Regions from separate parts of the Mus musculus genome. Here all the other regions are linked to region 1. Evidence: chromatin contacts called from public HiChIP or PLAC-seq and promoter capture Hi-C data. All regions are on one chromosome and are shown on one strand. Each heading gives the region's core, a stretch centred on a gene start, on an enhancer-like site or on the middle of the called end of the contact. The rest is flanking DNA. Distances are from core to core; before and after follow the strand shown.

Evidence for each region. Promoter capture Hi-C pulls out the DNA fragments that hold promoters and counts their contacts. HiChIP or PLAC-seq counts read pairs in DNA pulled down with a chosen protein or histone mark.
Region 2: an H3K4me3 HiChIP or PLAC-seq map of embryonic forebrain shows a contact between it and region 1, with 10 times the contacts expected there. The contact joins the enhancer-like site here to the promoter of Orc4 in region 1. A contact is called at or near these places in 5 of 39 promoter capture datasets (the 3T3-L1 cell line, 3T3-L1-derived adipocytes, cranial neural crest and 1 more), 1 of 484 Hi-C or Micro-C datasets (regulatory T cells) and 3 of 115 datasets of contacts at active chromatin or transcription factors (astrocytes, embryonic forebrain and embryonic stem cells).
Region 3: a contact with region 1 is called in a promoter capture Hi-C map of 3T3-L1-derived adipocytes, with 4 times the contacts expected there. The contact joins the enhancer-like site here to the promoter of Orc4 in region 1. A contact is called at or near these places in 5 of 39 promoter capture datasets (the 3T3-L1 cell line, 3T3-L1-derived adipocytes, hippocampal neurons and 1 more) and 1 of 9 other capture datasets (adipose tissue).
Region 4: a contact with region 1 is called in an H3K4me3 HiChIP or PLAC-seq map of forebrain, with 5 times the contacts expected there. The contact joins the enhancer-like site here to the promoter of Orc4 in region 1. A contact is called at or near these places in 1 of 39 promoter capture datasets (hippocampal neurons), 4 of 115 datasets of contacts at active chromatin or transcription factors (the 230-238 cell line, astrocytes, forebrain and 1 more) and 2 of 9 other capture datasets (adipose tissue and liver).
Region 5: a contact with region 1 is called in a promoter capture Hi-C map of liver, with 2.8 times the contacts expected there. The contact joins the enhancer-like site here to the promoter of Orc4 in region 1. A contact is called at or near these places in 8 of 39 promoter capture datasets (the 3T3-L1 cell line, the C10 cell line, embryonic stem cells and 3 more), 2 of 484 Hi-C or Micro-C datasets (CD4 T cells and the HPC-5 cell line), 5 of 115 datasets of contacts at active chromatin or transcription factors (astrocytes, embryonic limb bud, embryonic stem cells and 2 more) and 3 of 9 other capture datasets (adipose tissue, liver and pancreatic islet).
Region 6: a promoter capture Hi-C map of liver shows a contact between it and region 1, with 2.2 times the contacts expected there. The contact joins the enhancer-like site here to the promoter of Orc4 in region 1. A contact is called at or near these places in 5 of 39 promoter capture datasets (the C10 cell line, the HPC-7 cell line, hematopoietic stem and progenitor cells and 2 more) and 3 of 9 other capture datasets (adipose tissue, liver and macrophages).

The regions. Positions count from the first base shown.
Region 1 is chr2:48,946,196-48,951,414 of GRCm38.p6, forward strand. It overlaps Orc4 (origin recognition complex, subunit 4), which reads right to left and starts at 3,072. Exons shown (of 14, transcript NM_011958.4): 1 at 2,922-3,072. It overlaps Mbd5 (methyl-CpG binding domain protein 5), which reads left to right and starts at 3,313. Exons shown (of 17, transcript NM_029924.2): 1 at 3,313-3,354.
Region 2 is chr2:49,631,222-49,636,440 of GRCm38.p6, forward strand. The region is part of intron 1 of Kif5c (kinesin family member 5C); the gene reads left to right. Among named protein-coding and RNA genes, the nearest start is that of Kif5c, 15 kb to the left of the region's middle. Within about 2 kb of position 2,135, at least 44 of the 459 cell types and tissues checked have an H3K27ac peak or open chromatin away from gene starts, as enhancers often do. A contact at or near this core is called in astrocytes and embryonic forebrain, where this site is marked.
Region 3 is chr2:49,598,405-49,603,623 of GRCm38.p6, forward strand. No RefSeq gene overlaps it. Among named protein-coding and RNA genes, the nearest start is that of Kif5c, 18 kb to the right of the region's middle. Within about 2 kb of position 2,182, at least 28 of the 459 cell types and tissues checked have an H3K27ac peak or open chromatin away from gene starts, as enhancers often do. A contact at or near this core is called in 3T3-L1-derived adipocytes and adipose tissue, where this site is marked.
Region 4 is chr2:49,567,612-49,572,830 of GRCm38.p6, forward strand. No RefSeq gene overlaps it. Among named protein-coding and RNA genes, the nearest start is that of Kif5c, 49 kb to the right of the region's middle. Within about 2 kb of position 2,405, at least 69 of the 459 cell types and tissues checked have an H3K27ac peak or open chromatin away from gene starts, as enhancers often do. A contact at or near this core is called in forebrain and hippocampal neurons, where this site is marked.
Region 5 is chr2:49,520,667-49,525,885 of GRCm38.p6, forward strand. It overlaps Epc2 (enhancer of polycomb homolog 2), which reads left to right. Exons shown (of 14, transcript NM_172663.4): 4 at 1,805-2,011. Among named protein-coding and RNA genes, the nearest start is that of Epc2, 72 kb to the left of the region's middle. Within about 2 kb of position 2,100, at least 10 of the 459 cell types and tissues checked have an H3K27ac peak or open chromatin away from gene starts, as enhancers often do. A contact at or near this core is called in liver, where this site is marked.
Region 6 is chr2:49,467,496-49,472,714 of GRCm38.p6, forward strand. All of the region lies in intron 1 of Epc2 (enhancer of polycomb homolog 2), which reads left to right. Among named protein-coding and RNA genes, the nearest start is that of Epc2, 19 kb to the left of the region's middle. Within about 2 kb of position 2,971, at least 13 of the 459 cell types and tissues checked have an H3K27ac peak or open chromatin away from gene starts, as enhancers often do. A contact at or near this core is called in liver, where this site is marked.

The sequences.
Region 1 (5,219 bases), core at 1,822-4,321:
ACTAACACTTCCTTCTATGTTTTATAAAGACAATGATATGCTGATCTGACAATCCAGAAGGACTCTAAAGCATGACCAAGAATTCCACCTGGCCCCCATCAGAGTAAAAAAGCAGACAAAGTATTAAAAAAAAAAAAAAAAAAAAAAAAGATTCTCTTTAAATGCAACAGGAATTAGATTTAGAGCAAATTTCTGCAAATTAATAAGAGAAGCTAAAAAAACAATTAGAATGTTATCTTCAAAGTGTTGAAAACTATCCACAAAGCTGTAAGAAACCATAATTCCTTAGAACTGAAAGCAAAACAAGAGCTTTGAAGCAAAGAAACAAGAGAACTGGTTAAATGCATTAAGGAACTTCTGCAGACTATCCTAAGAAAAAGGAAAAGGATGCCAAAAAGACAGTTAGAAATGCAAGACATTAATCAGAAGAAAGTGGCCAAGATATAGAAACATCTATGTCAATATTTATTGTTAATATTGCTGTCCAACATAAATGTAAATCCTAATTTAACATTTTCTAGTATATTTAATAAAGCAAAAAAGGTGAAAGTAGTTAAAATTTTAACAAGCAAATATAATGAGAAGCTGAGGTGTTTTACACACTTTTCAAATATAAAATGAAACAACAAAACACTAAAAAAAATTCCTACTGTAAGTCAAACTACCTATAACAATACATTTCAAGTGCTCAAAAGCCACATGGGGCTGGTGGCCAAGTTGAAACCCTATGTCCTGGAGTTAAAGCTAAATAGAAAGTTCAAGAAACAATAACAAGATATAAATTAAAAAAGTAACACTAGGCCGGGTGGTGGTGGCAGCGGCGGTGCACGCCTTTAATCCCAGCACTTGGAGGCAGAGGCAGGCGGATTTCTGAGTTCGAGGCCAGCCTGGTCTACAAAGTGAGTTCCAGGACAGCCAGGGCTACACAGAGAAACCCTGTCTTGAAAAAACAATAAAAAAAAAAAAAAAAGAAAAAAAAAGAAAAGAATGTAATATTACAAGAACAGATTATCTATCTGCCGCAATGCTACAAATCCTTATGGAAAACAGCAAAATAGAAAAAGAAACTATACAAAAGACTTTAAAAGGATGATTTAAAAGACAATTTCTGAATGAATAAATCCAAACAGCCAAGTTTCTGAAAACAGTCAATATCACCAGTACAGAACTTTACTCAACACAGAGCAAATTATAAAACTACCCTCATTAGATTGACAAAATTAAAAGCTAGTTGTTGGTGAGAAGGTACAAGTAAGGCTCGCTCACACCTGAGGCCGGGGGATGAGACAGCATGCCAGTCTAAATGTTTGGTGAAACTGAAGACAGCCACATACAACTCATAAAAATACATAGCTATATTCACATAAAATTATGTAGTATTCAGATCATTATTATGTAGCTATGTAGATCATTTAGTAGTAAAGAAATGAATACAAGTCAAAGTCCATTAAGACTAATGGTGGCTTAGTTATAAAAACAGTGCCTTTACCTTAGAAACTCTTACACCACAACAAAAAAATATATAAATTACAGCAAAATGTATTAACAGGGTCAAATCTCAGCCAGGTAAATAAAGGGTCCGACTTAATAGGGTGTGTGAACTACCTACCTACAAGCAGATAAAAAGAGGCCAATTGAGAATTTGTTTAGAAGCGCTGACATACATTTTTACTAAAAGAAAAGCAGTGAATCACAAGAATCAAGATAATAGTAAGGTGGCACCAGAGGAAGAGAGGCCTGGAAGCAATTAGTGGGCCTGTTCCTGCCAGCTGCTACCCATGTTTTGGTTCTTGATTCATAGTGGTTACAGGTTATGTATGCTACAGTCGTTCTCTACATCTGTGTTTTGTGCAGTTTCCCACACACTTAGGCCATTACACAAAACAGGATTTAAAAGTTTTACCTAGGTCATAATAGTTTTCTATAAGAAGATTGAGACTTGGTTTTCTAATAAAAATTTTAGGGCACTGGAGTTTTGTTTTGAACCCATCTGACATAATTACCTCCCTAGGACGAAGGAAAAAAAAAAAAAAGCACCGTGCAATGGATACATTAAATAGCGTACTGTATAGACTTGCACCAAGAACAATTCGGGAAAATGTGTAACTTTTAACAGACTGAATCCTACTGAGCAGAACTAAAATAGTTAAGACTAAGTAAGAGTAAGTGCGAAGATCTCCGATTTTGAATTTTTTTTAATGTAACTTGGATTATTAAAGACGAGGTAATAGTCCTCCGATGTATCTTGACAAAAACCAGCTAAAAGACTAACGAAGAAAGTTAAAATGAAAAAGAAGCCGTTATTTCACTATAAAAAAAAGAAACACCCAGACAAAAAGCTTTCTCTTTAGCTCCACAAGAAAAGAATATTTCAAGGCTTTTCTTTTTTAGTGACAAAACTCTGTATGAAAGACCAAACAATCCCAAGCATCCTCAAACGGGCAGTCTTTTGTGTTTGCAGCATTAAGGCAGAGAGCATGCAGGGAGCCCTCACTCAGACCTTTCCTGCCCGTTCCTTGCCTACATGCCTACAGCTTCTCCAAAATCCCAAAGAAAACAGAAAAGTCAGGAAGGCAGGATGTGTATGAGCAAGGCTACCGCAGAAGCTGATCAAAAGGCACACATCTGGTTAGGTTTTTCCAAATATGTCGCACGCTCTAAAGCAGGTAGTGCTTCTCTCTCTGCAGAGAACCTGACCTCTCAACACTGCCCAATCATGTTCCTCACCCAAAAGCCTTCTGTAGCCCGTCTCTGCTGAGCTCTGTGCCCGCTTCGTCCACAGCAGCTCCCGGAAGCCGAGAGCCAGGGGCAGGCCTCCTGCTTTAGGCCTACCCGGCCTGCACGAGCCTCCCACTCCCCTCAGATTGTCCACCCGCCCGTAGCCACTGCGGCCCTCACCTTGCCTACGAGACCGGCCTTACCTCTCCCAGTCAAGCCTGCCTAAATCGGGCAAAGCCGGCCGCCGCCGACGGTGAGGACCGAAGGATGTTCACCACCTTCTCAGTCCCGCTGCTCCTACTGCAGCCCACCGCGCACAGCAACTCCCAGCATGCACGGCGACCGGCCGGCTTTGGCGGCCCCGCCCCCGCTCCGCCCCACCACGTGACCTGCTTTCAGGTCGGTCCCCGCCTACTTCCGTCCCTCCGCTCTCCCAGAGGAGGGAGGAGGCAGCTGGGGCTGCTCTAGAGTAGCAACTTCCTCCCTCTTCCCGCCCCCGCCCGGCTACCCCCTGCTTACAATGGCTTCCGGGTCGCCAGCGCCTTGGAGCCTTCTGGGAAAACCATCTCATTTCCTCCCCTCCCCCTCCTCCTTGCCTTCCACCAACCAGCCTCCCGTCAGAACGGGACATGCGCAGTGAGTGCCTCCCGTCTCGTCTCCCCGAGCCCCCCCTCCCCCCCAAGCAGAGAGACCCCAGCAGCAGCAGCAGCTGATGATGAAGAGAGAGGCAGTGGCAGAGGGGGGGCACCTTTTATTTCTATTTTTAAAGGGACAGGACACTAATTTTACCCCACTTCAACCTTGAATTGAGGGGGGTGGGGGGAAGGCGGCCGAGTTCCTCCCCCACCCTCCAGCTCTGAGCCCCGAGTGGGGGAATTGAGCCTGAGAGAGGAGAGGAGTTTCTTCTTCTTAGAAAAACCCCCATCCACGACTCCTACCCGCTCAGCCCTCCACACGCCTGCTTCCAGAGCCCCCTCCACCCTCCTTCTCTGTGGCCGGGAGAGAAGGAGAGAAAGAGACCAAAAGCCTCTTAGCAACACAGACCCTTGGCTGCTGCTGCTGCTACTGCTGCTGCTGCTGCTGCTGTTGCTGTTGCTGCTGCTTGGCCCTGGCTGAAGACATCTCCCTACACCGGGAGCAGCCACTTCCCCAGCTCTCCTCCTCCTCCTTCGCCTCCTCCTCCTCCACTCCCCCCCTTTATTACCCTTTGTGTCATCCTCCACAGCTCCAGGGAAGGCACTCAAAAGTGGGGGGCAGGAAAGGTAAGTGTGTCTGTGGGGGCTCCATTGCCTTCCTCTGGCTCTGACTTTCACTCCGGGGCAGCAGTAGCACCAAACCTCATACGCAGTGGAGCTCCGGGGTGAGGAGGGGGTGGTGCTGGGGGGGGGGGGAGTGAAGGAGGGGCGGGAGTGAGGAGGGGTGTGTGAGGTGGGGTGTCCACCCTGTCAGGGAAGGAAGGACACTTTTATTTTTATTTGCTGTTGTCAAAAGTGCTTTCTCCAGCTAACATCTGATTGTGTCTTGCTTCACTGGGGGAGAATACAAAAACAACCCCCTCCTTCCTCCAATGAGGCGCCAGGGAAAGAGACAGAAAAGAGGCATACTTTCTGGATGTCACTTAAAAAATTACGTTTGGAGAGATTTTTTTTTCCTCTTTCCTCAGGAAAAGCTGCCTGCATTTGTTTCTGAGTGGGAAAATGTCGGGATCTGAATTGTGTTGGAACTGCTTTAACCAGTTGTAGACCTGAGTGTTTCTCTCTCTTTGCTTGTCTGTGGCTTGGATATTGACTTTAGTGTTGAAAGACTTGACTGGTTTTACGTTAGGTGTTTAGCTTCTCCATTTTTCATTTTGTCTGAATGGCATAGCGAATTTCAAATTTTACTTCATAAGGCCTTTGGTTGGATTTTACACTTGTCTCTCTCTCTCTCTCTTTTTTTTTTTTTGTAAAAAATATTTGCTTCATGTTTGACTATATATTTAAAGCTTAAAATGCTTAAAGTTTAAATGCCATTGGTATTCTCTTTTCCCACATACCTTTCTGGTATTCATTTTCCACAACATGGAAATATTAGATATTTCATAACTAACTTTTCCCCCTCTAATCGTTGTAACTTGTCTGAACAAGTAATCCCCATTGAAAACTTTATGTTGTTCTTGCTGCATAGAAGGCCAGATATCCCCATCAATATTTTGCTGGATTGGTATCACTTCAGTTTTAACTGAATTATTTATTTACTGTTGTAAACCGAGAAGAGGTTTTCATCTCAATTTTTGTTGTGAACAAATTGTTCACATATGTAACAAAATTAATTTCCAAAATAAACTTTAATGAGTTAAAAAATCATGAAGTTGTAGTTTGTTATAGTTGGCAACAATCGAAAGGTAAATCTAGATTTAGATTTATAGAGTAGCAGTCTTGATTAAAAATAACTATTCTGTATTCCTATATGATATATTCTTATGGCTTTCATTTTATAGTGCTATATTTTCTTTATATTTA
Region 2 (5,219 bases), core at 885-3,384, 680 kb after region 1:
GCTCACAAATTCCAGGCCCAGTCAAGTTCATGTAGGCTTGGACACCAGGGGAGTAGGGTGGTGGGATGAGAAAAGGAGGGTTTAGTCCTTATCAGCTGACCTTGAGTTTTATGTCTGTGTTGGGATGGCGGGTGCAGGGGTCCTACCTAGGCCATGACACATACCACGTGTGTCATGGGATCCCCATGGAAGGGTGAAGTAAGGAGCGGCTGAATTTTAAAGGGGATTGTGGTGTTCCTGGATCGCCGTTGCTATCATTATGATCCATTGAATTCATGATACCATCCAATAAGTTCATATTTACAGTATATGCGAGATTAGCTACAGCTACATTAGCTTTAGAAGAAAAAATGTGTAGCTCTTTCGAAAGTTCTAAACAAAACAGTACCAGCCATTATCTGTGTAGACAGGTAGGCAGCAGCATCCTGCGTACTCTTGAAGACAAACGGAAGCTACTTGTACATGCGCTGAGTGTCTGTGCTACACATGGCTCCTGGCAAAGGTTTCCTTCAAGATTTACTTTACACATTTTTCTGAGATCTAGATATTTGTCCAAAAATACCTGCAAAGGGGAAAATAGATCCCTGTTTGTCACTTCCTAGCCCTGGTGGCGAGCAGGGAAAGGTGAGCTCTGATTCTCTTTGGCTGGCTGATCTAGAAACCTGTGACTCAGTTAAAAGGCTGTCTCAGAAGCTGGGCAGTGGTAGCGCTCGCCTTTAATCTCAGCACTTGGGAGGCAGAGGCAGGTGGATTTCTGACTTCGAGGCCAGCCTGGTCTACAGACTGAGTTCCAGGATAGCCAGGGCTACTCAGAGAAACCCTGTCTTGAAAACCAAAAAAACCAAAAACCAAACCAAAACAACAACAGCAGCAACAACAACAACAACAATATAAATCAGAGAGAGAGAGGGAGAGGGAGGGAGAGAGAGAGAGAGAGAGAGAGAGAGAGAGAGAGAAAGAGAGCCCCAAAGGAAGACATCCTGAGATGATCTCTGGCTTTGGCACACACAAGTGATTTTGTGCACCTGTCCCCCAACTCCAAAGTCTATATAAACCAAATATAAAGTAGTACCAAGTAGGTTATGGGGAATTTGATGTTAAATACATTCATTGTCACTCAAAAATGTTTCCATTTTTAAAGAGGTGTTTTGTGCATTGCCCAGTCTGGTGGCCACTGGTCACATCCAGTCTATTGAACAACTTGGAATACTGCTCATCCATGTAGGGATGTTTGGTAGTTGCAAAATATATACCAGACACTGAAGACAGTATTAAACAAAACCACAATAAAACAGCACTTCCCTCAACCAAACCAACTAAAAACCCGCAGTAAAAGACGTTGTTAACATGGATGAGACACATTACACCCTGCAGAGGTATTTGGGGTAGAATGTGTTAGACTTTATTTTTGCTTTATGAAGATGTGACTAATACGAAATTTAAGATTGCATCTGGGCCTATCATTAGTTCTCTTGGATAACACTGCCCCAGCGTTTAGGCACAGTGTTCTGACTTTGCAATCATAGGATTTCGTTCCTCTCTGGTGTATTGAGGGCCTATTGTATACTCAGCTCAGTTAAGCATTGTGAGCCCTGCCATCAACAGGAAGGAAAAATGAACCTTGTAAATACCTGTCCAGAGAAGCCTTGCTGAGAGAGAGAGAGAGAGAACACTTGGTTCTCTGTTGGGGACAGCAGGCTGAGGGACCAACACTTTGCCCCTCCCTCATCTGGAGGAATCCACTCTGCAAGTGTAAACTTGGCTCTAGTTGCTTTGCAGTCTCTGTAACCATTTTCTACATTCCAGTTTGTAATCATCAGTGTCCCTTCCCATCCCATAATGCTGGGTCACTTTTGAGAAGTCCTGGGAGCAGCAGCCCAACGGTGCCCCTATTAAGGATAAGATTTCTGGGGACTGGTGACTAACAATGAAAGAGAGCACAAAAATGTGCCTGGATCCCATGGGTCCTAGGAAATGCCACCATACTGCCTTGCTTCCTGGCTCTGTGGTCAGCCCTGCATTAGCCTTGCAGCCAGTGTTTGGCAGGAACTCCAGGCCTAGGTCCTTGCCTGTGCCTGTACAGCTCTGGAAGCTTAGAGTACTTGGGGTTGCCTCCCTGGGAGACTTGCTTGCAATTTCCAGGCGAGAAGCACCACAGTGACTGGAATCTGCGATGTACCCTCTGTCCCGGTCCTGTCGCTGGTGTAGGAATGATGAGACCTTTTGTCCTGGGAATGCATTTTCCATTAGCATGGTGACTTCTAATGAGGTCGCTCTGCCGAGTGGGATAAAAGCGTCCATTAGGATGTGGGGGTCGCAGAGCTGGACTGTGGTGGGAAGCCAAGGAAACCCTTTGTCACTCTCTGGTGCCTTTTCTTTGTGTGTGCATCGGTTGGAAGAGCTTGCCTTGACAGTGAAGAAGGCTGCATAGCTTTTTGCAGGAATCTGATTAAGTGTTGAAAATTTACTCCCCTCCCCGCAGGCCCCTGGTATCTGGATCAGTGCAGGATTGATCGATCCTCTTTGTAAATGGTGGAAAACCACAAAAAGGGCAATGCAGGCACCGCAAAAATCATCGCAAATTTGCCGTTTAATATTCCTATCCTCCCTTCTCCTGTTGGTTTGTTATTGTTAAAAAATGTACACCAACCCTGGATATACAAGTTACCCATGTTACTTGTATATGTGGTATAATATCTTCACAATGCTACTTTTCAGTGATTGCTTAATGTCTACTGGGCTGCCATAGCAGTGTGCTCACTGTCTGTGTATTGTGGCATGGAATTCTTCATCTTGCACTTATTTCAGATCATACTTGCTGAGCGGCTCTATGCGTGGGGCTATTTTCAGTAGCTCAGTTATTTCTACAGAATTCATTAACTAGAAGCAGATTTCCTGGGTCCAGTGCGGCGAGTACATAAATCCGATCCTATTAACTATCAGCCTATTGTTTTCCGCAAAGGCTCTACTGATTCCTACAGCCTTCAGGGATGTATGACTGGCCAGTCTGGCAGCAAATCCATGTCTGAAGTAAAGGAACTGAATCATTTGAGAGGGTGATTGGTATGGCACTGGTCTAGTGAAAATCCATAGGGATTTCCTCTCCTGGTCTTTGCTGGTGTGTATGTGTGAGTTCCCATCCTGGCAATATAAAAGGACTGATTTGGGGCATCACTGTGCCATATCCCCAGTATCCAATGGCTGACAGAACAGAGTGGAGATGGCCACTTATATTTGGAATGACCTCAAGGCTTTTCTCACAAATCCTCAGATGTGGTTGTTTCTCCCATTGCACTGGATAAGCATTAGCTTGTATCTAGCAGCACCCATGGGAGCACTTTACTAGATGACCTGGTGTGTGCCATGCTGACCGAGGTGGGAATTCATGTTGCTGGAGGGTGGAGTCACACTACACAACACCAAAGAGATTACTCCACATTTTGAAGGTTATATGTCATGTAGGGACCAGACCGGCACTCTAGTCCTAGAAGAGAGCATATACTAGTCCCACCTTCTAGTGGGTGCCACTGGCAAGCCCTAGTCTGCAAAGGCAGCCAGAACCAACTGAATTGAGTCAGACAAATAGAAGGAAGCATGTGAAGAGGTCCAAGCAGTGCAGGAGGTAGAGGGTGTGATTGGAAGGCCTTTGTTTTCCTTCCTTCCTTCCTTCCTTCCTTCCTTCCTTCCTTCCTTCCTTCCTTCCTTCCCTTCCTTCCTTCCTTCCTTCCTTCCTTCCTTCCTTCCTTCCTTCCTTCCTTCCTTCCTTCCCTCCCTCCCTTCCCAGAATACTGCTCTCTATTCCATTGGTTTAGTCACTTAAACCCAGAGATCCTTCTCTGTGTTCTTAACTATCACATTGAGTACTAGTCATGTCAAGTAATTGGCTTGTGAAAATGTTATCTAGCACTTCGGTTAAATCAAGATTTTTAATGAAGATACAAACTAAATGGTGTCGAAGGAGATAAAGAGAAAAGAAGGATGCAGTCAGCATTTCCCAGAGAAGGAAAGAAGGGCAGCTGACCACTCCATGTCCAAAGGACAGCGGAGCTGCCGATGGCCAGGCCTGGGAAGCCGATGTGGAGGAAGCAGTAAGAGACCAGACAGCAAGGTCTTCAAAGTGGCCTTGAGGAAATGAAATTTGTCTAGGCCAGCTTGTTTTACTGCTGTGCCTTGTGCCTGGGTTAGGAATAACTTCCACAAGATATTTCTTCAGTGCTGCCTCTCTCGGCCTCTCAGGTTCCCAGGAAGGAGGATACAATTCATATTTGCTTTCCATAGTTTTATGGCTGATGGCATAATATAGAACATCAATTTCCCATCAGTCCCAAGTGACTTTCACCTGTTGGATGCCTTTGACTTCATGTCAAAAGGATGAGCAAATCTCATGTAATCCAAGTAGCTGAGGGATCCAGTTGTTCTTTTTACTGGCAACTGTATATAGATCACCATGGTCCCAGAACCATGCGCAACAGTGTATATGTAACTGAGACACATTCCACACAATGCTTTGCTCATGGTATACATGTCCCTGGGAGGTTCTTGCATTGTGGCTGAGACTTGTCCAGTTTGGTATCTGGCATATGCCATGACTCCTCTACAATAGCTTCAAACTATGTCTGTTGGCCTTTTTTATTATTGCTAATAACTGGAGATTGGACTCCACACCTTGTTCATTTTAGATAAATGCTTTCCCACCGAGCTACCTTCCCCACATTTTGAAGGAAGCAGAGTTTCTTCTTTTTCTTTTTTTTGCGGGCATGTGCACACGCATGATACATGTGTGCTTCCCTGTTATAGGACCCACCTGGAAATACAGATACTCCTCAAGGAATATAGTCCATTTTCTCCACTCTACAGTTTGCTTCTAGATTGTTCTAGAAAAGCTTGTGGGTTAAGGAGTATTTCCCAGTGTTGGCTTTGTGGGAGATGGTAGAAGCAGTAAGAGGTGGGACTTAACTGGAAGATCATAGGTCACTGGAGTGTGCCCTCAAAGAAGTCTGTGCCACCCTGCCTCTTCCTTTCTCTTGGCCATGTTCTGCCACCACCAAAACCCCAAAAACAATAGGGCCAATTTATGGACTTACACCTTCAAAACTATGATCCAAAATAACTCTGTCTAGTAAGAGAGATGAGCAAACACACAGGCACATTGGGAAACACACACACACACAAACACACACACACACACACACACAGAATACTGACACTGAATAGTTTCA
Region 3 (5,219 bases), core at 932-3,431, 650 kb after region 1:
GGTTGATTACCTGGCAAATCCTAATCCCCTCTCTCCATCCATCCACCCCTCTTTTATGATTTGTGTATACATGTATGCTGAAGCTTATGAGTTGGAGCTTAGTTCCAAGTCCTTTGAAGTTCTAATCACCTGAGCTAGAATAGAACTCCGTTCCTCACTGACAGTTTACCTTCCTTACGTCTTTAGTTACTGCTTATTAATGCTTGGCTATCATGTCCTATACTCATGGGTTTATTGGCTAGCTCCATCTGGCTTGGAGCCCATCTGATCACCTAAGACTGTGGCTGGCACTTACCAGAAACTTTACAGATAAGCCAAGAGTGAACGAATGAGCGGTTCTTTCAAAACCCTAGAACAAGATCTCTATCCTATACGTAAATGTGCTATGTATATGCCCATATTTACACATACCAACATATAAGCTTAGTGCTTATAGCATAGAGCTCACACTGTGAAACAGTAGAACTCACTGTGGGGCTAAGGTTTTGCTGAGGTGCCAAATGAATGCCAGTAAAAATGGACAAATAAACAGGTCAGACTATTAGTTTTCGTTAATCAGAGTTGTGGAGCCCCACACTGCTGATGTAAGTACTGGAGGAGTAAGGGGCCCTTTACACAGGCCTGGGAATACTTGCCAAATGGCTGCAAGCTGTTGCACTGCCCACAACTATGTGCTTACAGGAGCAGAGTCTGCAGTCCTCTCTGATGATGACAGGGTTGGCTTTTTCAAGTACCATCCAACTTCATCTGTTTTCTGGGTTAGTTCAGAGTATCTTATTCAGTTAGTTCCTTGGTATTCCAATGGTCTCTTCCTCTCAAAACGAAAACAGGTCATGGAAAAACACACTAACGCCACGCTCCAGTGCTGGCCATCCAGAGACAAGTGAGTCGGCTGGTAGAAGTAGAACGTGCCAGCACAGGCTGGCTGTGGCCATTTCGGGACTCCTTTAGATCTAGAAGGTGGAGCACTCACTTGTGTTAGGACTGAATGGCATTGTGGAGGACAAAGCACTGACTGCCCCCAGCGTCTGTCTGAGGGAGGATCCAGGGGACAAGGTTACCCCCTAAGTCTCACTGTTATCAACAGCATGGTTGTGTCCCAGGACTTGCCTTCCTGGCACATGGCTCCCCACCCTCCACTTCAACCCACAGATTACTGGGTCACTTATGGCACCCATGAGTGTTGAAGAGGACATTGTCCTGGTTCTGGATTGATTGGCTGGCCCTGAGCTGAGACACTAAAACAGAGGGAATGAGCTTCTGTCACCCTCCAAGTGGCAGGGATGGCAGCTGAATCTTCTGTGGAACTGCTTGAAGAAGGCAAGGAGCCCATACGTAAGAAGAAAGGAAGACAGGATAGACTCAGCAAGCAGCAAAGACCAGATGAGGAGAAACTTTGCAGCACCCAGCTCCCTGAATCCAGTTCACTTCTGAGTCTAGCTGCAGTTTTAGTCTTAAAACTCTTCAAGAATATAATCTATTCCTTCTCTGCTTTTTTGCTTTAGGTAACTTACATATACTTCTATTGCTTGGAACCCAAAGACTCTTGACTGACTGTCATGGCTTAGGACTCTCCATCCTTGGAGTTCTTGGGAACTCCATTTCTGGGCCTGGCATAATGCTATCCAGCCGACAAGGCCATAGGCATCATCTGTCAATGTCAGAAGGAGCCCAAAGGTTGAATACTAAACATGGTTTGCCTAGAGATTGTGAGACCAAGGAGAGAGGGCCAGAGTTCTATTAGGGAGAGGAAAACGTCTTCCAAATGCTATTTCTAGATCCCAATATTTCCTAGAGGGCTTGAATAATGTTTAGGGCCTTTTTTGTTCTGTTTTGTTTTTAACCTGTGTATTCTATTTATGAACTCCCAGGGGCTTTCCACTGCCCGGCAAAGCTCCCAGCAGCTCCACCTGCTTTTCAAGGCTCTCTAAGACTTGGCAAAATTTCCAACTCTAGTTCCAAGATGTCTTTACATAATGTTGCAATTCTTGTCTCCCTTGGGGGCGGGGGTGGGTCACATGCTCATACCCTGATGCTTCTGCCTCTGACCGCAGGAGGTTCATATCTGTACATGTGTCAAGTTCAGATTTATGTTGCCTTCCTAGAGAAAACACACACACAAATCCTACCTCCTTACCAGTAGGACGAGTGAAGGCTGCCTCCCTTGCTTACTTTGGAGCACACAGTCCTATTATTCTTTGTCATCCTTGCCAATTTAACAGGCATTCCCCTGGTTACTAATGAGGCCAAATAGCTTTCCAGGCATTTCCGGGTAATTTATAATTCTTTTGTGTGTTGCGTTTTAGTGCACCAGGCTAGCTTTTCTCCTGTGCATTTACAACTGTCATATTGATTTGTAAGAATTCTTTATTAAAGGTATTGACTCTTTGTTATGTACGCTACAAAAAGAAAACCTTCTTCAGCCGAGTTTTAAAATTTATTCTCTAGTATGGACTTTGATGTATAGGACTCCATTTTTAATGAGGTGTATATATTGCTATTTTCCTTTGTGACTGCTGTCTTGAGTATGATATTGCTTAAATGGTGATATATTTCTATAGCTTATACTTCAGACCGAGGCTGTTGGAGAAAAGGGTGTATTTTGGTTCAAAGTCATATTCATTCTTCTACTCTATGCTCCATCCTGTGTAAGAGATCCAGGAGTACGTGCTTGCTTGTTTAAATGGTTCCCAGTGGGCATTCCCCTGACTACTCACTCTCTGGAAGCCTTTCCATTGAATGTCCACTAAACCAGTGACACGCTTATACTAACTGGAAAGTGGTTTCCATTTTCTCATCCACTGTAATGATGCCTACTACTGAGGGATACCCACATAAGGGGGAACTAAGAGTAGCTTCTTGCCAATGACCATGAAGCACCTTAGAAGTGGATTCTTCCCCATTTGAGCCTTAAAACGCCTACAGCCCAGCTGTATGGCAGAGCCTTGAGCCACAGGACCGAGCTACAAGGGTCCAAGATTGCTGACCTAAAAACGGCAAGTGTTTCCTGGAGAGCTGAGGTGACTTGTTAGCAGCAACAGATGACAAACACAAGTGTCCAAAGGCCCCTTGTAACTGTGTGCTTCCCCTTGACCTCCATTGAAGAAAACCTCAGCTCATTTATCATTTAAAAAAGAAAAGAATATGCTATGGGGAGCCCCACTCCCACTTATCTCCAGGGTCTCTGACTATGTACTTGGAGTTGGTTTGCTGTTGATGCCACATTATCTTCATGGTGGGTGTCTTAGTTACAATTTCCATTGCTGTGAAAAAATGCCATGACCAAGGCAACTTTTATAAAGGAAAACATTATTAATTGGGGCTGGCTTACAGTCTCAAAGGTTAAGTCCACAATCATCATGGCGGAAAGCTTGGCACAAAGAAGTGGAGTGTTTTGCATCTTGATCCACTGCAGCCAGGAGAGACTCCACAGGGGGCAGAGCTTGAGAACTAGAAGTCCTCAAAGCCCATCCCCACAGTGATGCACTTCCTCCAGCAAGGCCTATTCCAACAAGGGCATGCTTCCCATGGGCCAAGCATATTCAAACCACCACAGTGGGCAATAGAGACTCATGCTTCTCCTTTCTTCTTCCCACCATCTAGGAGACAGAATGCTGATTGATTGCTTGAGAGCACACTTTGTCTTTTAGAGCATGGTATTATAATTGGGCCACAAACCTGGGACCTACATGGAGCTGGGCCACTGGGTACCGACTCTGTCAGGGAGGATTCTTCTCAGAAGAAAGGAGTCACATAGGGTATGACAGGAGAAAGGACTCCTTGTGGTTGCAGGGCATGAGAAACTCAGCAATATGAAGTTTCCAGTGAATTTTTATGGTGCTTGATGTGGGGTGTATAACAGATATATCAATTTGTTTTCTTTAACCAACTGTGGTTCAGTTTAGGAAAGCTGATCTTCTTAGTGATTTCCTGTGAGTGGATTTTAGAGGAACTACCAATGTTCAGTTTTGTATCCAAGTGGGTTTTGAGCAAATTAGAGAAATTTGACTGTTTTGGGTTATCCCTGAGAGTCTGGGTGCCTTTCGCCTCCTGTAATTCCAGCACCCTTGATGGCCAGTGCTCTCTTGCAGGTGTCTTTTACTCACATTTTAGAAACTAGACATTTCTTTTCCTGTCATTTCTTAGAACCAATGATTCCCCCATTTAATTCTTCCATATCCTTTATTCTGTTTCTGTAAGAACACTAAGGGGTTTAATCCAGTAAAATCTCAGCTAATGTGTCAGTCCTCATGAAAGAAAAAAGTGTCTCTCCCACACCCACTGCTGGCATGGGATAGTTGTCCCTTCTTCCTCATTGAGGATAAAATTTAAAAGACATACAGATTTTTCTAATCTATGATAGCACATTTTTTGCAAGTTTTAAAGGGATTTTTTTTTTTTTAAAAAAGCATCTTTAAAACTAGTTCATCCGCTCCTTTGGTTTTGATCTTTACCGGGGTCAGAGCTTTCCTTTTCACACTTATAAGAATGGGGCTGGGCTTGGGCAATCAGAAATGATTAGACCCACATGGTATCCTGCAGACCCCAGGGTTTCAGTTAAATGGCCATCCTGGGGACTGCCAAGACAGGAGCTGATGTGAAAATTGAAGCAATTACCTGGATCACTCAGGCAGAAGAATTTCTGAGGCTTTTTTTTTCCTTGAACAATCCAGATAATTGCTTCAATTTACAGTTCTTACTGGCAGTAGAGATGGGGACAGAAACTATTCTCTAGGAGTGGGTTGAATAGAAGGAGGCAGAGTGCTGGAAAATGATTCCGATAAAGTAGGGTTATCAGGAGGGTGGAAAAAACTCACATGCTTTGGCCTTGGTTTCTATCAGATGCAAGTCATTCAAAGTGAGACTGCTCATTGTCTGAGCGATGCAGATATTCCTCCATTTTCTGTTTCATCTCAACAATGAAGCTTCAGGCTGTGCAAGTCTTCCTGGTAAAGGTGAGGCGAGATGAGGGGCCATCTGTCCCATCTGCTTGAGGCCCTTTTCATGCTGGCTGTGAGTTCCTCAGTTCGTTAACCTCCGAAGGCACCTGTAAATCCCTGTGGTTGGGAGGCCTTGCTAAGTCCAAAAGCTCTAGGGTGGAGAAGTGGCCCTCAAAGAAATCACACTGTGAATTTAGCCATGAACAAAACCCAAGGCAGCAGAACCATCAATCTTCACATCGAATGTTTTTTGACTAGGGTCCCCTGGATCTGTTTTCC
Region 4 (5,219 bases), core at 1,155-3,654, 620 kb after region 1:
CTAGCTCCTTCATTGGGGGCCCTGTGTTCCATCCAATAGATGACTATGAGCATCCACTTCTGTATTTGCCAGGCACTGGCTGAGCCCCTCAGGAGACAGCTATATCAGGCTCCTGTCAGCAGGCTCTTGTTGGCATCTGCCATAGTGTCTGGGTTTGGTGGTTGTTTATGGGATGGATCCTTTTAGTTAGGGTTTTACTGCTGTGAATAGACACTATGACCAAGGCAACTCTCAAAAGGACAACCTTTAATTGGGGCTGGCTTACAGGTTCTTAGGTTCAGTCCATTATCATCATGGCGGCAACCTGGCAGCATCCAGGCAGGCATGGTGCAGAAGGAGCTGAGAGTCTGAAGGAGGCTAGCAGAATACTGGCGTCCAGGCAGCTGGGATGAGGGTCTTAAAGCCCACACCCACAGTGACACACCTACTCCAACAAGACCACACCCAATAGTGCCACTCCCTAGGCAGAGCATGTACAAACCATCACAGTCTGTCTGAGAGGTCTGTTCACATGCTTCTTCTGTGGGTTTAATTTCTCTTATAATGAAAGAGACTAAGCATCTTTTCACATTTAAGGTACACTTTATGCCCCCTTACCTATTTTCTGTTGCTCTCTTCACCTTTTACGTGGCACAATGTTCTTAATATGTGTACATTGTGACATATCTCAGCACAGTCATCCTCTTTATAGCTACATATTATATGTAATATCATTTTTAACTGATGTGTTGAGGGTTTCGGATCATTTACACCGTTAGCATAATGCTACTATAGACATGTGTATCTGTTTCTGACTGTGTTAATTAAGTTTTTGAAGACTCCTCGAGCTCTTTCTAGCCACGAGCAAACCATATTACATTGTTAGCATTGATGTACAAGATTTCCAATTTCCCCATGTCCTTGCCAAGATTTACTTTAAAAAAAAGTTATGGCCACTATGGGTTTAATTTGCATTTCCCTGATGAGTAATGAAATTTAATACACTTAATGTGCTTGCTGGCTATTTTTGTGTGTTCTTTGGAGAAAGGTCTGTTGCGTGCTTTTTTTTTTTTTTTTTTTTTTTTTTTGGTTAAATTATGGGAATTTTGTCTGTTCGCTGAGACAAGATTTATCATGTAGCGTAGCCTTAGTTTGGCCTCAAATTTAAGGCCATCCCATGTCAGCTTCCTTAGTGTTGGCTCACAGGCTCTGGCGGAAAGTTTTATGTCAATTTGACACAAACTAAAGTCATTTGAAAGGAGGGACTTCAATTAAGAAAATACTTCCATAAAGTCTGGCTAAAGCCAGGCCTGTAAGGAATGTTCTTAATTAGTGGTTTATCGGAGAGGGCTCAGTCTATTGTGGGTGAGGCCGGCCACTCCTGGACTGGTGGTCCTGGGTTCTATAAGAAAGCAGGCCTAGCCAGCAGCAGTGGAAGTGCACATGTCATTAATCCCAGCACTAGGGAGGCTTCTGCAGTCTGAACTTGTTAGAGGCCAGCCTGGTCTACAGTGTGAGTTCCAGGACAGCCAAGGCTACACAAAGAAACACTGTATCCAAAAAAAGAAAAGAGAGGAGAGAGAGAGAGAGACGGAGATAGAGACAGACAGAGAGATGCAAGCAAGCAGGTTGAGCAAGCCCTGAAGATCAAACGAGTAATCAGCACCCTTCTATGGCCTCCGTATCAGCTCCTGTTTCCAGGTTCCTGCCTGGTTTGAGTTCCTGTCCTGACTTCCTTGGATGATGAACAGTGATATGGAAGTGTAAGCCAAATAAACCCATTCCTCCCCAGCTTGTTTTTTGGTCATGGTATTTCATTAGCAATAGTAAGACTGGCTAAGGCACAGGCCTCTGCCCGCACACTGGGCTCTGTGACAGTCCATCCTACAACGCATTCTAGATCCTCATGGGTCATATACCCTCTCTGCAGCTTGCATTTTCCGTTCCTTGAGAACATCAATGCCCAAGTCTTCAAATTCGAAGTTTAGCTTATTATCATTGTTGTGGCTTGTGCATTTGGGTCCCATTATCTAAGAATACACTATCAAAGCCAAGGGCACGGAGATTTCATCCAACGGCTTTTAGTCAGATTTTTGTGGTCATCGGCTCTCCGCTTATTGATCTGTTTGGATGAGTTTTGCCTAAGGTGTAAGAACAACTTCATTGCCTGTTATACAGGTTTCCCAGCCACAAGACTCCCCAAGCCTCACCTCTGGACAGAGAGTGAGGTGCCTGCCCTGACCCCTTTCCTCTGGGGTTCCTACAGGTCACCCATTCCAGCCCTCCTCAACCTTTGGGTTCCATTAGTGAGCCTGGCAAAAACACGGCCTCTGCCCTTGCTCTAAAAGCTCTGGCCCCGGTCCTTCATCCTGCAATGTCTCCCACACCCCCATCAGCTGAGCTGTGTTCCTGCTACTGACATGGTGCCAAGGCTTCGGGAACCCGTGCCAAGAAACCTTTTGTGCTAATTTCTATTCACGGTGCCATGCACACCTAACCTTGAGGACATCTGTGGAGCATATGTTCTCCCCAGAGCTGGCGGCCACACAAGAGCACTCCCGGGAGAAGACTGTTCAAATGTGGGTGCTGGGTACCCAGACCCTGGGCTTGTCGAGGACCGTGGTCAGTTCTTCCTTGCTGGTTTGGTTCTCTTCAGAGTTTCAGCCTCTGGCAGAGAAGAGAGGCACAGGACTCCGTGTAGGCTTGCTGCCTCTCCGGCTACTGCAGCCTGAGAACACTGTGAACTGTGCCTGTGCCTCACAGATGTTGTCAAGCTGTATAAACTAAGGCAAATCTCTCTTCAGTCCTCTCACCATCCACCTCCCCCATAGAGCCTTTCAGATCCTGATGTGTGTGCCATTTTCCAGCCTGGGTTCCCCTCAGCTTCCTTTGTCCCATTTGTGTGTATACAAGCTAGACCAAGATGCAAAAGATCCAGGGCCCCCAGTCAAGCTGCTCATGCCCCAAATGTGTGACGGCTGAAGACCATGCAGATTATACAGCTCCTGATGGCAGTGGCCAATGTAGAGGAGCCTTTCAGAATCCCACTTCATGACGTCATCTATTAACCCCCACCTTTCGTTTTCGCAGGGAAAGAGAAGCTCTGCTGTGTGGGTTCCTAGAGAGGCCCCCATGGGGAAGTGTCGCTCTGCAGACACACCAGTCAGGCAGAGGCCACCTCATATCCCTTTCCTTAGCTCAGGACCGAGATACCTTTCACCTGCTCTAACCACCGCAGGGCCACAAAGCAGAGAACTAAGGACAGCCCCAGACCCCGCTCTAGGGGGATGATTCACACTAGCAGGTCTAGGGCTGCGGGCCTTGCCCCACCCACCACACCGTGCAGAAAGGCAGGCAGTCCAAGGAAGGCTCTAATTAGGCTTTCTCCCTCTCCTGGCTTCCCAGAGTCCTTATATGATACCAAGCCCCCACCCCCACCCCTAGGTCCCCACCCCCTGGGATCCACAGGCCCAGTAAACTTCGTTTTCTTTGTAGTCATCTCTGTGTTTATGCATCTTTCCAAACCAGTCTAGCACTGTAAGAGTACCCTGATTTGGGGGGTTCATCTTCACACAAGACTCCGTGACATTCTGTATATTGCTCTGGGCAGTCAGCAAGAGCTGGTATTCAGTCTGTTTCTGTGGGCTGAGAAGACTTCCTGACACCCCCACCCCCACCCGCTTCTCACCATTCCACTTCTCTGACTTCCATTCACCCAGTATCCTTTCTGTGTGTCTGCAGACCTGGTGCATCTGGAGGAGGGGCACTGTCACTGGCTCTGACTCATTCTTCCAGCAGTCGCCTGGAACAGCAGCCAGTGGTCAGCCAAGCTGTGCTCTCAACTTTCACCTGCCCAGCTCACATACACCCCTACATGCCAGCAAAGAAATGACCAGTAACTAACTACATTGAGCTCTTCCCTACCAGTCTCTTGCTTGTAAATCGGGGGTTAGGGGTGGGGCTCACATTTTCCAAGAGAGATAGATGTTCCAAGACTCTATCCATGTCTCGGAATCCCTCAGAATCCCCTGGAGGACTTGTGAAAACACTAGTGGCTGGACCCCAGCCGCAGAGACTCTGCTGTAGGAGATCTGAGATCGGATGAGGAGTTTCATTTCTGCCATGCTCCAGGTGATGCTCATGCCAGCGGCCCATGGACCACCCTTGAAAGCCATTGCTCTGGCCGTGTGCCCTCAAGACCCCACCCATCCTTGAGATACCCCTAGCCCCTGGCTCTGTTCTGATGAACAGGGTCCTGAGCTTTCTGGAGAGAGTGGTTCTTGGTGAGGATCGTTTGGTTTCCCGGAAACAATCCTTATGTTCTATTCTGCAGAGCCTGATGGCTGGAAACAAGCATACAATGTTTTTGACACTCCAGCGACGATGGCAATCTATGCTCCGTGGAGTCATTCATGAAATGCCTCTCCTCCCTACCTCAACCAAGTGATAGCGGGGATCCGCTTCTAGAGTAAATAAGGATCACTGGGGCTCGTCAAAAGGAGCTATAAAGATCACAGGGAGGAACATCAAGACAGGTATTATTTTAGAAAAAGCTATTTGCTGGCAGTTGGGGAATACGCTCAGGCTTCTTAAGGCACAGATCTGTCAGTAGAACACTGCAAAGCAGAGTGGGGCCCCTCCCCCCTCCACACAGCGGCCTTCCTTGAAGCCTCATTAAATGAGAGCAAATTGAAAATTGTCGGTGAGAGAGAGCTGTTCGCATGAAACACTGAGACCCCTCTGCAAGTGTGGATTTACCAACTGGGACTGCCTGCCCGCAAGGACACCTTGGATGGCTCCCCAGGCTGCTGCAGCCTCCAGAATTGGACCTGGTTTCTGGAGCTGACGTCTGGGTGTGCTGCCTCCTGGGAGGTGGGGGTGGAAGACAGAGTGGATTTTAAAAAGAGTTCTTAAATTAAAACCTAAAGCCTCTCCAGTCTCACAGCGAGAACTGCGTCAGCCAGGCGCTCTTTCTGTGCGCAGCCTGGGGATGACGCTAATACAGGCTCAGGATGGTCTGCTATTTAATTCTTCCTGAGCGGATGGGCCAGCGGCTCTTAGGAGCCAAACCTTGAGCAGGGGACTCAGAGTACATTTAAAATCAGATGTCTGGTCATCAGAATCAGCTAAGGAATTTTTTAAAATATCGGTGCCTGAGTGCTTTCCCAGGGCCAATTAAATCCGAACTGCTGAGGTCAGCGCTCTGCACCAGACGGTTTTTACCTCACTTGCTGCCTCAC
Region 5 (5,219 bases), core at 850-3,349, 570 kb after region 1:
GTGTCGGTCATTAGGTGAGTGCTCACCTTGCCTGCCTTAGGTCCTGAGTGTAGGTCTGCTACACTCTCCCAGGCACACATAGATACACGGGTAGGAAATCAGTTCTTGTTCTAGTCCTGCTCTTGTAGACCTTAGGGATCTAAATTACTGTTCAACAGAATTGTTTTTAACAGTTTGAAGCTTTCTATTTTACGATTCCATTAGAGGGTCAGGGAGATACCTAGCAGGTAAAAGCAACAGCGAGCCTGATGGCCTGAATTTAGGTCTCAGAACTTGTGTAAAAAGTCAGATGCAATAGCACAAGTCTGTAATCCTACAGTAAGATCATGGAATGGCTAGCAGAGATAGGAGAATCACCTTAAAGCCCCCATGCTAGTTAACCTACAGTTGACAGTGCAGCAGCAGAAACAAGAGAGCCTGCCTCAGCAAGAACCTACTCCTGAAGGCTGTCGTCTGCCTCCACATGGGAGCATTTCCATACATGCATACACATTAAATAAGCATAATCTTAAAAATAGCTTTAAGAAAATATGTTTAAAAATACCAGTCCTTTTTTATCCTCAGCTGACTGTCATGTGGACTAGAATACATGGGCTGAATTAGCAGTATATTCTTTTCCTTGTAGGAATTACATATAAGAGTAAAGTCACTATGCAGGCTGGCTTAGTGCTAGAAAATTCTTGTTGTCAACACTGGTTCAAGATACTGTCAACTCTCTGACAGATGCTTTCCATAAGAGCTCTGACATAGGCATTAGCGGGCTTATTTCTCCTTTATGGATTCAGCAGGTAAAATGTTTATATAACTGAAAATAAGATGTATAAAAATGTCCTTAATCATATGCATTGCCTTACTCCTCGAGAAGATTGGATCACTCAACTAGCTTTGTAGCAGGGTGTAAATGGAGCTGTCAGTTATTTATAATGAGCTCTAAATTAGAAAAAGATCAAGTAATTTCAAGGCTGGAAAACCTACCAGAAGTAATACAGCAAGGTTGTAATGGTTTAACTGAATGTAGCTTGACAGTGTTTACTATCATTAATCGTTTGAACACAGTGATGCTGGTGACCTCCTGAAGCCTACTCTTCTGTGATCTTTGGACCATGTGTTGACAGTGTTTGTTTAGCCTGCCTTATTTAGCACAATTAGGTTAGACTTCCAGTTGGAGCAATAGGAAAGGGCAGCCAAATTATAGTAGACCAATTAATTAACCTTAGACATCAGTACTATAGGCTTGGGAATCCAGTGATCACATCTATTCTGTAAATTTATGTCAACACAGGAACTCGCATGAGCTTACATGCATATGTTCCAGAGGTTGGCACCTGCTTTCTCAGTAACCCTCCACCTTACTTTTGAGTTGTAGTTCCTCACTGAACCTGGAGTTTGCTGACTGAACTGGACGAGCCAGCCATCAGTATGCAGGAGTCCTTTGTCACCAGCTCCTTGCACTGGGATTGCAGGCACACACACCCCCCATACCTTTTTTTAAGTGGGTGTCAATGCCTGACATCAGGTCCTCATGTTTACAAGGCCAGCATATTTCTAATTGAGCCATCTCCATAGCTCCTTATCAGATATTTTAAGTAGTGGAACTACTGCCTCCTGGACAAAATATGAATTCTTAAAATAACATCCCAGTTTAAGAGACTTTTGTTAGGTTGAATAGACTTCCATCTTCACCTGCCGTCACACTATCTAATTGTAATTATGTCAGTGGATCACATTTTCTGCGATTGCTGTAGTTTATCCTGATCTCTTTCTCAGATGTTTCCATTGGTGACATCTTGTGCTTTCTATTTAGCTTGTAACACTTCAAGAAGCAAAACTGCTGCTAAATGAAGATGATTATCTTATTAAAGCTGTATATGACTACTGGGTGAGAAAACGAAAGAACTGCAGGGGGCCATCCCTCATTCCCCAGATTAAGCAAGAGAAAAGAGATGGCTCTACCAACAATGATCCTTACGTTGCCTTTCGGAGGAGAACAGAGAAAATGCAGACTCGGAAGGTAATGTCCTATTGTAGTTTAACTGACTGTAGCTTGATAGTGTTTACTGCTTATTATTTGAACATAGTGACACTGATGACCTAACCTGATGAAAGCCTACTCTTCAGTTGATCTTTTGAGCACGTGTTGACAGTATTTGTATAGCCTGCTGTAGCAGTCTGATCACAATTAGTTTAGACTTCCAGTTAGAGCAATAGGAAGAGTTTCTTGTGCTTAGAACTTTCAGGTTTTGAGTTCCTCACTAAGCTGTATGTTCTCATGAATCACTTCTATTTGGAAAGTTGGGAATTTGAACACTAATTATCCTCATTGGAGGCTTAAGATTTTTGAAATAATATTCTAATTCCTGCAAATGAGAATAGGTCTTGCTGCCTGTAAGTTTATGGGGTAGGAAGTAAGGAAGAGTTGTTCTACCAATCCCCAAGAGTAACAGTGGCGGGAGTTTGTTTGTTTGTTTGTTTGATTGGCTCATTTTTTTAGTTGTGTCAGATTTCAAATTGACAGATATGTCTCCATGTCTCAATTCAGAACTGTGAACCAGAATTTAAGAGAAGTAGAATTTTGTACTGTGGAATTATATGTATGATATAAAATAAAATGAAAATATTGTTTCAGGGTGTTATTTACCACCCTGTATTTCTCATAAGAAACAGTAAATACTACTCATGGTAACATATTCTCTTAACATCACAAGGAATTAGGAACACATAGCTAAGTACTGAAGAATTATAATTTGGAACCAAGCATCGTCTGTGGATTCTAGTTTCTCCTGATGTTGAAAGCTTGTCTGACAACTGTTAGTATAACACTGTAAAGTATAGCAGATGTAGGCATTGTGTATTTTAGGAAAAATCTCCTACTGGTTAATAACTAGGAATTTTCTGTAGGAGTCTTTATTATTTTCCTAAACATCAGAGGACAAATTTTCCAAAAATATACGACTCACTATCACAGGCCTAGTTCTCAGTTTAGCACTCCAGTCTTAGCTAAGGAGATGTAGGGATTCCGAAGATATAACATTTTAACTAGAAAAGACTAAGATGAACTAGGTTTACGAGCACAGTTGAGCTTTGCTTGCATGGAGACTGTTGAGATGCTGAGAGAGACTTGTCGGCATTGGCGATCTGAACTGCCAGCTGCCTTTTAAAAGCAGTGTCATCAATTGGATTACATTCAGACATGGCTCTTGATAATCTTTGCTGGAAGGAAAGAAGTATTGTTCTTCTTTTAGTGAGTAAATGTGAAAATTGATATTGATTTGCATGTAAGTAACATCCTGGATATAAAAATATACTTTATTCTTTTTTAGCAGCATTGTATTGTGAGAACTACTAGTAACGTTTCTTAAAGTAGGCGTGTCACCGCTCCTTGATCACCAATAGCAGTTTCTCATAAAGGCGCTTCTCACCTTTTCCTATGTTACTTTCATTTCCCTTGCCATCAGGGTACTACTGCATTTCCTTTTCAGTGCTCTTTGCTTTTTATTCTTCTCAGTTGTAGACCAAATGGATTATCCCTGCCATGGACTGTGTGCTATTAACAAATGTTTATTGTGTTTCAAAATTAGAAGGTGCGAAAGTGTTCCTCGGGGTTTACTGCATACTAGGTAAAGAGGAGGGAGGCAGGAGGGAGCATGCAGGGATGCTGCTGCTGGTAACAAGGCCCTGTTTCCTTGTTTGCATCATTAAACTTAAAAACACTGCCTATGAAAAGAAAAGGACTACTGAAATGTTTACATGACAGTCTAGACTTAGCTATAACTCACTGAACTAAAATTAATTTGGGTATTAATAAGTACTTTAGGACATTTTTATACCAGATGATCTTATCTAAATGCACTAGTTAAAAAATCTAATCAGCATGTGTATTTAATATGCTAATTACATATATACAGTCTTATTTATTGCTTGTGCCATCTGTCTTCCTCTGTTTGGCTCAAAAAAAGTAATTAGGTGGGAAGGAAAACTCCCGGGTTCTCAGTTCTGCCTATGCACATCAGCCACCTGTGAATCGCCTTACATTATAGAGAGACATGCAATTGCTCGGAATGACAGTACTTACAAAATCATTTCCCTAGGGAGTTGATGGTAGGTACAGAAGTATAATATGACTACAATTAAAAGGAAAGAGTTAACCCTAAGAGGCTGGAGGGATGGAGCAGTTAAGAGGACTTGCTGCTCTTAAAGAAGACCCAAGTTTGGTTCACAGCTCACAAGTACCTGTAACTTCAGCTCCAGGGTAACTCAATACCTCTAACTTCTGTTAGACACCTGTATGCTTGTACACATACCTGCACACACAATATAGTTAAGATAAAACAAGAGTGAAAAAGTTTTTTTAAAGGAAACACAAGTTGGCCTAGAGCAGAGAGGCCGTTATAAACAGTTAGAAACTGGAAAATAAGGCCATTGGAAAAGATTAGAAGTAGTGTCAGCTTAGACTTCCAATTTTTAATGTTGATTATTTATATAAAGATAAACCTGGAAAAGGATTCTGCTGTTCAAGAAAATAAGAATGTTGGACCCGTAGTACTGCACAGGAGCCAACCTGTAGTTAGGTGGGAATGTTTAAGTATTAAACAATGAGAGTAATAAATCATAACTCATAGACTAGCCCATGATCCCATACTTACGTAAAAGGCAGATTAAGGTTGAGATAGGACGAAGGTAAAAGTTACTTAGAGTGCCAGGTTTTACATGTGTCTGTACTGTCCTCTGTCCCCAGACCTCTCCTCCACATGCTGGTGGTCTTCTTATATCTTCCTCTACTCCAGATCATTTCTGTGTAGTTGGACTAAAACCTGTAGCCTGAGTTTAATCATGGAAACGCGTCAGTGAAACTCAGGTGGAAAAATACACTACAAAAGTAACTATTGTCCATTAAAAAAAGGAAAGTCACAAAGTCATGGAAATCACAGAAAAATAGAACTTTATACCCTGTATTTCATGTATTTATACCCCTTTCCAAGATCTATTTATCCTCTTTCTGTTTTCAAGACCATAAATATACACATCTCTGCACACACAAATATAGATCAGGATTCTACACCTGGGAAAAGTGTGGTATTTGTCTGAGTCTTGGCTTATTTTGTTTAATGATCTAAAATTTTATCTGTTTTGTAGGATATGATCTCGTTTTTATAGCTGAAAATTTCTTCCGTGTGTGTGTGTGTGTGTGTGTGTGTGTGTGTGTGTGTGTGTTTTCTTTA
Region 6 (5,219 bases), core at 1,721-4,220, 520 kb after region 1:
AGACCAGACTAGCCTTGAATTAAGAGACCCACCTGCTACTGCCTTCTGCATGCTGGGATTAAAGGTGTGCACCACTACTACCAGGCAAAGGTGGCAAAATTAATGAAATGTTTATGATGTTACCTTCAAAGGAAGTGTATGTTTAAAAATACCAGAGAGGTGGATATTCTTCAGGTATGTCTCATTATTCTGAAGAACATTTTTGTTTTGTTTGTTTTTTGTATTGTTTTTGTATTTGTTTTCTTCATTTCAAAATACTGATTATCCAGGATGTGCTTAGTAAGAACTGGAAATCACTCTTACTAAGTCTGAATTCTTTAAATGGCATTCATAAATAGAAAACTTAAAGACTGGGTTGGTTATGACATTTTTTTTTTTTTAAAGATTTATTTATTTATTTATTATATGTAAGTACACTGTAGCTGTCTTCAGACACTCCAGAAGAGGGCATCAGATCTTGTTATGGATGGTTGTGAGCCACCATGTGGTTGCTGGGATTTGAACTCCGGACCTTTGGAAGAGCAGTCGGGTGCTCTTACCCACTGAGCCATCTCACCAGCCCTGGTTATGACATTTTAATATGGTACACACCCTGCACAAAAACATTGGAGATTAAACTATGCTACGTTGATGTTTTACTACTGGGTTCAACAGATTCTTTTTTTTTTCCCCATTTTTTATTAAGTATTTAGCTCATTTACATTTCCAATGCTATACCAAAAGTCCCCCATACCCACCCACCCCCACTCCCCTACCCACCCACTCCCCCTTTTTGGCCCTGGCTTTCCCCTGTACTGGGGCATATAAAGTTTGCAAGTCCAATGGGCCTCTCTTTGCAGTGATGGCCGACTAGGCCATCTTTTGATACATATGCAGCTAGAGACAAGAGCTCCGGGGTACTGCTTAGTTCATATTGTTGTTCCACCTATAGGGTTGCAGTTCCCTTTAGTTCCTTGGGTGCTTTCTCTAGTTCCTCCATTGGGGGCCCTGTGGTCCATTCAATAGCTGACTGTGAGCATCCACTTCTGTGTTTGCTAGGCCCTGGCATAGTCTCACAAGAGACAGCTATATCTGGGTCCTTTCAGCAAAATCTTGCTAGTGTATGCAATGGTGTCAGCGTTTGGAAGCTGATCATGGGATGGATCTCTGGATAGAAAATAATAGGTGTGATTGGAATTCAAGACTATACTGTTGAAACATGTACTAAGTGAAAAGGAAGATTCAAGCTGGCTGTGGTGGTGTTTGTATGTCCTTAATCCCAGCACTCGGGAGACAGAGGCAGGTGCATCTCTGTGACTTTGAGGACAGCCAGAGCTACAGTAGTGACAACTTGTCTCCAGACAAACAAACAAACAAACAAACAATAGAAAAGAATTAAGAAAGAAAAGGTAGATTCTGAGATACTAGAATCAGAATTTGGTTGAAATACAGAGCTGAGAATCCCACTGATCTTGGTATTGGAATGAAGACTTAATAGGCCAGAACTTAATGATGTTTAAGACCTCAGAGCTGCATAGCAAGTGTTATCAGAGAGTTCTAAGAGTTGTCTGGTGAGTCTCAAACCAGTGGAGAATGAACGGTCTCAGGTCCGTTCAGATTAGTTGATTTTCTCCTTCCCTCCCTTCTGCTTGATGATAATGGCATGAACTTGCAGTAGGTGTTAGGTAGAAAATAGTCTTGGTTGCTGTCTCGTCCCTCGTCCTGGGAGGAAGGCACTGAGGATGGAAGTGTATGTAATGCCCTTAACTACACTGAAGAGCTTGCCGTGTATTTTATCAAACAGTTTATTTTTACTATGTGTGTGGCTGAAAACAAAAGTCTGCACCCATGTTTGGGCATACCACTTGTGTTGTTGGTGTCCACAGAGACCAGAAGAAGGGGTAGGATTCCCTGGAACTGGAGGTACAGACAGTTGTGAGCTGCTAATAGGGCTGCCGGAACCAAACCTGGGCCTCCTGAAAAGCATCCAGTGCTCTCAGGCACTGAGCTATCTCTCTAAACCCAGCTTTTATATTTTTTCTGAGTTTTGGAATAGATGTTTACTTGTTTTCAGGTGCTTATTTCTGTCTATAGAGATTATCATGATTTTTCATTTTAAAAATAACATTGTGGATAATAGTCTATTTGAATATTTTCTTGTTTACTTGTTTCAAGTCGAGGTTGGTGTATCTCAGGCTAGCCTTCAGTATGTAGCCTAAGCTGTTCTTCAATTCCTGATCATTTTTACCTCTAGGATGATATATATATATATATATATATGTGTGTGTGTGTGTGTGTGTGTGTGTAATTTTTTTTCTGTCATACCCAGCTTAACTCTGGAGATAAACCCCATTTATTTGTGTAATAGTATATTTCAATACACTATTAGATTCTAGTTGCTCATTTTTTGTTTTGAGTGATTACATATATAGGGGATATTTGGTATATATGATTTTTCCAATTCTTTTCTCATTTTAGTATCAGAGAAATACTGTTCCATAGAATGAATCGGGGACAGTCCCTTCTCTTCATAATTTTGCAAAGTTTGGATAGAGTTGCTGTTGTTTTGAGTTAGCTATTTATTTGAAGACATCCTCCAGTAAAGCCTTTGCCCATGAGTTTTCTTTTTGTGGGTTTTAAAAGTATAGTTCAAACATGCCAGTGCTCGCAAGGCTACTCAGGTTATCTGTGCCTTTCTGAGTAAGCTTTAGCAGTTTGTTTCTTTCAAGAAATCTGTCCCTGAACTAACACAGAGATCCACAGCTTGGCAGTGTGCAGAGTGAAAGACTTAGGAGCACTCAGTCCTAAATGAGAGGTCTTCATCACACCCCTTCCCTCAGGGCTCTGGGGGCTCTGTGAAGAATAGGTGGGTAGATTATAAGAGCCAGAGGGTATGTATGACACCGAGAGAACTCGTCCAGACACTGTAGGATGGATGCACATATGAACTCATTCAGACTGTGGGAGAATGCACAGGGCATGCACAGGCTCATGACAGACCAGGTCCCATCTCAGAGAGGAGAAGTGGACATGGGCTCCTAGCCCTAACCTATAAACTATCTCCAGTTGACTCTTACAAGGGGAAAAATTAGTTTTGACCAGTGGACTTTCACTGGGTATATTAATCACACTTAAGAGTAGACCTCACATTTAACAGTAGATGGCCAGCACAAGACAAACAATGCTATTTTTGTGGTTTTTTTGTGTTTCTTAGTTGTTGTAATGTGTATTTCTAGTGGGTCCCCCCCCCCCAATTTTAATCATGTTTGTCTGCCTGTTTTCTAAAGAGAGAGGGGGAAGGGGGTGAAGTTATGTAGGTGGGGAGAATCTGGAAGGAGCTGGGGGAGAGGAAATTGATCAGAATGTATTATATAATCTGAGGTGGGAGGAACCAGAAGTGGGGAGAAGAAATGTGTCCCCGTTAGCTGATTGCCCAGTTTCTTGGCAGTAAATTGATTGGAATGTTTGCTGATACTGATAGTTTGTATCTAATTTTTTCTGTGACCTGTATTATCAGTTTTGTGAATTTTTAAAAAATTATCTGCCTTTCCTTTTATGTATTTTTCTGGTTTCTGTTTAATTGATTTCCTCATTTGTCTTATTTCCTTTCTTTTGCTTACTTTGCATTTAATTTATTCTTTTTCTACTCTCTTAAGGTAGATGTTCAGGTTATTGGTTTATTTTATTTATTTAACTTTTGTGTTTTGGGGGAATTAAGCCCAGGGCCTTACACATTGCTAGCCCAGGGTTCTCCCACTGAACTTTGGCCCAAATCTTTTTTTCTCATAAGTGTTGCTTTGCTGATATTTTACATTTTTTGATCTAATTACATTGTGTGTGTGTGTGTGTGTGTGTGTGTGTGTGTGTGTGTGTGTACACACAGGCATGAACAAGTATGGAGGTCAAAGAACAACTTGTTCAAGCTGGTTATTTTCTTCTACGTTGTAGGCTTTGGGAGTTGAACGCAGCTTGTCAGGCTTGCTTTTACCCTCTAGGCATCTTCAGGTTCTTGTTTTGATTTTCTTTCTTTCTTTCTTTCTTTCTTTCTTTCTTTCTTTCTTTCTTTCTTTCTTTCTTTCGTTCTTTCTTTCTTCTAATTCACAATATTTGTCACTTTTCTTTCTTTATCTCTTTGGTCCATAGTTGAAGAGTGTGTTTGGTTTCTAAATACTTAATGGGTTCATAAAGATCTTTGTTTCCCAGTTTCAATTTAATGCCCTTGTATCTTAGAATTTGTGTGACTTCATTCCTTGTAAGTGACCATTTAAATTTGTATTATGTTTACTAAAATACTCGGTATCCTTTTTAGATGAACTTTTGAACTATGCTCAGTGTATAGTCCATGTTGTCCTGGAGCTCTCTTGGGCTGGTTTGGCTTCCTGTATGTTAGCTGTCCTTGGCAGACAGGTGGCTCATGGCTTGTCATTTTCAGCACACTGGAGTCTCCACTGCAGCTTTCATGGCATCATGCAGTGATGCGGCTCCAGAGCTCCCACATGTTACTTGCTCTTAGCTCTCTGAAATCATGGAAGAAGAGTCCATGGTCTCCTCCCTCTTAAGTCTTTTCTATTTCCAAAGATGGGATGGACTCTTGTCCTCTTAGCAGGCGTTTTAGTATGCTGTTATTTTCTAGGAGCAAAATTCTTAGACCTTTTACAAGTTGGAAGCTTAGCTGGGTGGGGCTTGCCCTGAGGGTGCTTTCCTTTATTCCAGTGCAGAACAGGCCTCGCCTTAAAGCAGTGAATCTCCTTAGTGGTACAGTTCCTCACACCTGTCTCCTGAAACACTAAATAAAGTTCCTACTGCACCTTTTCTCTCCAAACTCTACAACTCGTTTTTCTTTTTGTCTCACATGTTGTATTTCATTGCAAATCTGCAATAAGAGCTATCAGTAATAACTGTGCCATGGGTTACTCAGATGTTCTCGGGAAATTTCCTTTGTCAAAGAAATATTTGAATTTTGCCTCAAAAAAATCCTTAGGGCAGAAGGCTGCCAGATTCTTTGGCAACATACCGTACATATAAGTGGCTTTTACCCCAGTTATTAATATTCTTTCCCGCTGAAACCTCTTCAGCAGGACTTGTACCACCAGAATCACCCTCAGCCTTGCCAGCTTCCAGACTCCTACCAGAGCTGTGTAAGCTTTCCTTACATCATTCGGAAGCCCACACTCTAAAGGCTTCCACATTCCTCCAGGAAACAGCACGATCGGGCTCTTCACAGCAACAGCCCACTTTTC